Regions from separate parts of the Sus scrofa genome. Here region 2 is linked to region 1. The links are chromatin contacts, called in public Hi-C maps. All regions are on one chromosome and are shown on one strand. The core of a region is the stretch at or near the end of the contact, and the rest is flanking DNA. Distances in the headings are between cores, read along the strand shown.

Evidence for each region. Hi-C and Micro-C count contacts between places; a contact is called where the count stands out from the background.
Region 2: a Hi-C map of fetal heart ventricle shows a contact between it and region 1, with 7 times the contacts expected there. The contact joins two enhancer-like sites. A contact is called at or near these places in 5 of 47 Hi-C or Micro-C datasets (embryonic fibroblasts, fetal heart ventricle, fetal skeletal muscle and 1 more) and 1 of 2 datasets of contacts at active chromatin or transcription factors (skeletal muscle).

What each region holds. Positions count from the first base shown.
Region 1 is chr7:13,133,372-13,136,695 of Sscrofa11.1, reverse strand. The region is part of intron 3 of RBM24 (RNA-binding protein 24); the gene reads right to left. Among named protein-coding and RNA genes, the nearest start is that of RBM24, 8.5 kb to the right of the region's middle. Within about 2 kb of position 1,860, at least 10 of the 83 cell types and tissues checked have an H3K27ac peak or open chromatin away from gene starts, as enhancers often do.
Region 2 is chr7:13,357,081-13,360,404 of Sscrofa11.1, reverse strand. No RefSeq gene overlaps it. Among named protein-coding and RNA genes, the nearest start is that of FAM8A1, 19 kb to the left of the region's middle. Within about 2 kb of position 1,529, at least 3 of the 83 cell types and tissues checked have an H3K27ac peak or open chromatin away from gene starts, as enhancers often do.

The DNA of each region.
Region 1 (3,324 bases), core at 611-3,110:
ATTAATCTCTCTGCAACCTCAGTCACCCTTATTAAAAATGATAATAAAAAAAAGAAGCAGGCGACAAAATAAAAAAAAGGAGTTTAAAAGTTCACAAGTGTGGTAAACACAGCAGAATCACACTTCTCAAACGAACTGTAGTGCAGAGCTCACTCTTATCACAAGAGGCTGTTGTGGGAAGCTACAGAAATGCTATTAACATTCATGGCAGTGATTCCCAAAGAGATGTGCAGCACGCTTTTTGTCTTTCTTTCTTTCTTTTTTCTCCATTAAATTCATAAGGACACAAGGGTCAATCAAACCTGTTTGACTATCAGGCAACCGAAGGTCAGCCAGCTTGTTTATCTCTATGCAAGACAGACAGAAGGGGTTTTGGGGAAATGATGAGGTTGAGGGAAAAGGTAGCGACAGGGGAACAGAACTAAATATTTCTAAAATTAATATCAACTTTAAAAGGTTACATAATAATAAGCGTAAGGAAACATTTCTTGTGGCGCATCAACTACCTCTTATCCTCTAACTCAACAGAAACAGATTTATTAGCATAGCTGTTTTAAATCTTCCCTACGGGTAGAGATTTTATACAAATCAATTCTATTATGTATTATCCTGCAAAAGTTCTAGAAAGTGAAACAAAACCAAGTTCCTTTTACAATTACATATTCAGAGGTTACATACAAGACACACTCCAACGACCTTACGTAAAGGTTAATTTTGTTAAAAAAAAAATAAATCGCAAGAGGCATTTGGAAAAAAACCATGCATCTCAGTTCTCTTGCGATTCATAACTGCCCAGTTAAAACACTACCGTGAGTATCTGATTTATTTTCATCCTTCTTTAGAATAATCTCCATCAAAACCCCCTGGATTTCTAAAAATATCACACTATAATGCCATCTGGTTGTTGCCAAAGCAACTTATAAGAAATACAAGCACAAGTACCATCTTCAAATTTTAAAGAACTCCGAACAGAGAACTCCATGTTCAGATTTCGTGAACATAAATTTTGCTTTGCCTTTTCAGAGTTTTACTGAAAGCACCCATGAAACGGACATCCATGGAAAAGATGAATTTATCACAGCGGGTGGCGAACCTTGACCCTGATGATAAAAATACACTCCATTTTTACTAGACTTGTAGATCTTTCCCAGTGCCAGGAGAAACAACGTCATCAAGTGTTTCTGAGGACACTTAGAGATGTTCTCAGTTGCTTGTCAGAAACCAGATGCCTGGTCATGCACACAACTCAGAACTTCCCTGCAGGTCAGGTGACTGGCTCGCTCACAACGACAGGTGTGGCTTTATGAAACACTGGCCCTGGAGGCCGGCCCTGTCCATGATGTGCAGACGCGGCTAAGAGAGCCTCCGCTCCTGCCAGTTTGCATGTGGTGATGGACAGCAAGGGCTGCAGCCGGGCTATTTTTGATCCTGTCATGCGACAAGGGTTTCCAGCGGGTAAAATGTCTTTATAAGGCCAAAGTAAAACATCTATCAGCTGCAAAGGCCAGCCAGTGTGAACCTCACTGATAGCGCAACATTAACCCCTGTGCTCCTGAAGTTGCAAAGACAACATAATGGTTGCTAGGCTGGTATCTCTGAAGAGAGGTGGTAACGCACAGTCAGTTTAGCCTACACAAGGCAGGATAAAATTGCGTGTGTGAGAAGATGGCTTTCCGGGACAGATAGGGCCTCTTACAGGACTCTTATCTCTGCATTGATTCCACAGGAAGAGTTTGCCTTTGCGAAGGCCAACCAGTGAGAGTATACGGTTCCTGGGAATATCAGAAACCTCCACGGAGTCTGGCAAGGGGTAGGAGGCCATCTGGAAGGCAAACGAAACCCTAGAGTTGTTTGAAGGCTTAGGGAAAGGAGAGCTCAGAAGACCATGGAGAGACGAAAATATCTCAGTGCAGGAAGGGAGGCAGAAATGGACTAAAGGGCGAGGCGGCACTTCTGAAGCAATTCCTGTTTGAGTTCTTTTAATAGTCCAAGGAACCCACAAGGCCGTTCGGAACCTCCCTTCTACTGGAGATCTACCAACCTTCTTTTCCTCGGTAAATCACAGAAGGTACATGCGTAGCAGTAACAAAAGCACAAGAGCAAAGCAGACGCTCTGGGCGATTTTCAAAGAAAATGGACCGCGTTCTCCTTTTCGTCCCATCGCTTCAGGTCCCTCTGACATCTTTCTGTGACTTTTTTTTTTTTTTCCTTTGTTTGCTTTTTAGGGCCGCACATGTGGCATATGGATTTCCAGGCTAGGGGTGAATCGGACCTGCAGCTGCCCGCCGGCCGACACCACAGCTACGGCAATGCTGGGTCCTTAACCCACTGAGCGAGGCCAGGGATCAAATCCAAATCCTCACGGATACTAGTCGGGTTTGTAGCCCACTGAGCCACAACAGGACTCCTTTTTGAGACTTCTGACATCCTAATGGGTTCCCTCTTCCAGCTTCTCACATAAACTGCTGACCCAGGCTTCATCTCAGTCCTTTGTTCAAAGTAATCTAGGTCCCTAAAATCGTATCAAACCAAGTGTAAATTTATTATTATTATTATTATTATTATTTTTTTTTTTTTTGCTGCGCCCACAGCATGCGGAAGTTCCTGGGCCAGGGATCAACCCATGCCACAGCGGATAACCAGAGCCACAGCAGTGACAACGCCAAATCCTTAACCCACTGAACCACCAGCAACTCCAAACTGCTCAAACGTTGGCATGCCAGGCCTTTTATACTTCTGGTTCCAACATACCTTTTGCAGTATCTCTTCTCCCTTTCCTTGAACCCAAGTCCGCTGGGCTCCTCAGTGTCTTCTGGATACCCCGCACACTCCTAGAGCCTCACCTTGGCTCACCCCTCTGCCAGGGGTGCCCGTCACTCCATCTCTACCTGTTGAAATTCTAATCCCATCATTCTAGCTCTACCACTCACTATGTGTAAAGCCTCCAGGAATTTTCTTCACCTTTTCGTCTCACATATTTCTCATGAGTGACCTGAACCTAACATATTTCCAACCCTGAATTGCTGTGCATTAAACTAAAAATATCCAGGTGAAGAGTCTACAGTGAGGAATATACTCATTGCAAGAGCTTCCTCGCCTCCCTCATGCTTTAAAATCTAGGTCAGCTTTTTCCTCCTTCATGAAGACTTCCTGGATCCCACCAACCTGATGTCTCTCTGCCTTATCTGAAGCCATATGGACAGCCCTTCTGGATGCGTCTCACTTTTCTTACTAGATTACAAGAGAGAGTGGAATTGTGTCTTTTTGGCTACAGCTTGACACAAAGGAAAGAGGATGCTTTTTGAGGTCAGGCAGAGCGTGATT
Region 2 (3,324 bases), core at 280-2,779, 220 kb before region 1:
ATTATTTCTAGTAGTAGTATTTGACCAACCCACCTCCTGATGGCAAATTGGTTTTTAAAGTATACTTTAGAATAAAGGTTTGTTTGACCTGATATACTGACAGAAAACAATTTGGAAAAAAAAAAGTGTCACCACCACCAGAGATTTCATCTGAAAATATGTTCAATGCACCACATGAAGGATTAAATGTAGAAAAAAATTTTATTTCTAACTTCTAGAAATTCACATGCAAGGCCTCCTTTCCTTCTCTAGCCAAACTTGGAGGGAATTGTTTTATGATGCTTTTCTGCCCTCCAGTGGTCGCCAAGCAGCATTAAGAAATTTATCATCTGCTTTTAAATATTGTACAGCGTAAGAATACACTTTCTTCATCATAGAACTTTTTCGTTTAGGAATTCAAAATGATTTATCAATGTGTCAGCCTTCGCCTAAGGTACGTGCTATTCTTGAAAATAGGCAGACTCAAGGCACAACACCGTAGAGCGCAAAGCGACTTCAGGCAGCCAGTAGGTGGAGGAATTTCCAAAGCTAAGCTCTCCAGCACACTCTCCAAAGCCGACTGCAGAACCCGAGCATCTTAAAAATCATCCATGCTGTCTTCTCCGACTTACACTAACACACACCAAGGACCACGGACTGGCTCCCCGTAATGTATATGGAAGAGCTCTGAGTCACATGTACCTACACATACGGTGCCCAGGAAATTCCATTAAAAGAATGGACTATTTTAGGTTTAGGTTAGGATTCGAGTTGACTTGGGAAATATGAGAATTGGAGGTGAGGGGAAAGCTTTTTAGGTATGGAGAGCATGCAATAAAAAGCCGAACATTGGTAGCGTGTGTGAGGAAAATGACTGTGACATAAGGGAGGAAAGAGGCCAGAGAGAGCGCGCCCGTTGTGCGAAGCTGGAAAGTGTATCAACGCGCAGAAAGGTCAAGGGAGGGAGGATCGGCCTGGATCCACTCAGCCGTGCAAAACTATTCTGAACGTCAAAGAACAGATATTTATGAACTCTCAAGTGTTGGTACAAATGAACACGAAATGCATTGATTTGCTTCTGTCTCTGCTGCTCTTTTTTGTTTTTAATTTTAATTTAATTTTTTTTTTGACACTGCCTATGGAAGTTCCCAGCCTAGGGGTCTAATCAGAGCTGCAGCTGATGACCTAAGCCATAGTCACAGCAACGCCACATCTGATCCATGTCTCCAAGCTACGCTGAGGCTCACAGCACTGCCGGAGCCTTAACCCATTGAGTGGGGCCCGGGATGGAACTGGAGTCCTCATGGATACCAGTCAGGTTTGTTACCGCTGAGCCACAATGGAAACTCCAGAATTACATGTCTTTAAAAGTGTCACAGGTATTTGTCAAATGGGCATATCTCTGGTTAGTGGCAGATCCAGAATGGAAACCAGCTCTTCTGATTCCCATGCCAAAGCTCTCTGATTCCTTTTCTGAAGTGTTAATGAAGTCTGAGCTTTTTTCCCCCTGGGGTCCTATTGGAAATATATTCTGTCTGGTGGATGTTGAAGAGGGACTTATTTCTGTAAACTATGGAGTATGAAATTAATTTGAGAAAATAGTTGTCTAGCCAGTTGGTAGAAACAGCCTGCAAAATGTAGGCCACATTGGTGATGTAATTATTTTAGATGCTAACATAGGAGAGAACATTTTGCTAACTGTGGAGGGAACCAGATTTTAGGTGGTAATGATGGGACATCTCGAGTTCCATATCCACCAAATGGGCTTACATGAAAATATTCTCTTTAAATTCTCCAGAGGATTGCATATTAGCTGTGATTAAGCATGAAGTACCAACCACTTATTCAGTTAGTTTGGACAGGGGATTTGGCTATCTTAGGTTTTCAAATATTATTTCTTTTTCAATAGGCCTATACAATTAATTTCTTTTTGCTTAGATTAGCCAGATAAATATAAAAATATGTTTGAGTTTGCCATTACAGTCAGAGCTAAAGAAATGAGAGTCATAATGGTGGAGGAAACTCCTGGGTATATTATCCAGTTTTTCTCTATCCCAGGATATGGAGAATACATATAACTTACACCTACTTTACTTCATATTGCCATTCATTTATGTCATTTTCCTGAAGATACATATTAGACATGGCTTCTACGAAATAACAATGTCTGTAATATCCACAAAGGATCATAGATTTTTTTCCACACGCCCACGGCATGTGGAAGTTCCCAGGTCAGGGATGGAACCCACACCACAGCAGTGATAACACTGGATCCTTAACTTCTAGGCCCCCAGGGTACTCTAGGATCATATATCTATAGCTATTATTATTATTACTATTATTATTTTTGCTTTTTAGGGCAGTACGTGCGGCATATGGAAGTTCCCAGGCTAGGGGTCGAATCTGACCTTCAGGTGCCAGCAACGCAGGAACTGAGCTGCATCTGTGACCTACACCACAGCTCACGGCAACACCAGATCCCCAACCCATTGAGTGAGGCCAGGGATAAAACCCGAACCCTCAGGGATACTGAGGTAGGTTTGTGGATACTGAGCCACGATGGGAACCCCGGGATCATAGATTTCATCACGCTTGATTGCAGAAGGCAGTTACTCTCCTGGAACTGACTTAACTCTGCCTAACTCTGATATTTTCTCTATAGCTTTTAAGCTGCAGCAGGGGGTGTTATACTATCAGCTGCATGCAGTGCAGGCTGCTGGGGAACAGGTGTCATTAGCTCGCTCCTGCGAGGGATGGGTACCATTCATCATGTGTGGGCACGATTATGCCCCATAGGGACCATAAGCAGGAAAGTACAGTCTTCCCAAACAAATCTACAGAACTGTTATCTTCATGGGAAGACTTCCCATTATGCTTATTGACTTATGAGTTAAAAAAATGAGGCCACCGAGTTATTAAAAATAACATTTTAAATGCGTACCTTCTGATTAGTTCCCCAAATGAATTCCTGATCTTGTGGGAAACTGCTAATTGAATTTTTTTCTCATTGAATTTTAATTAAAAAAAACCTCTGTGATATTGTGAATGACATTTAATAATTAATATCATGGTTTAGTAAGTGTGGTCAATGATGTGTTTCTTTCATCTGGATCTTCAGGTCAGCATGAGGTATCATTTTTTTTTTTTAAAACAGTGATGGTTCTAAAAATCAAGATATTAAAACAAAAGTTGACTTAGAACTCAAATATTCAAAGTTGTAGTTTTAGGTGAAAATTATCTTTAAATATAAATGCATTGTCCTGGAGGGAAACCTGAAAAAATTCTCTACCAACAGGCAAACATTATCCTTCATTAGTTATATATTCTGTGCCAAGTTACTAACTA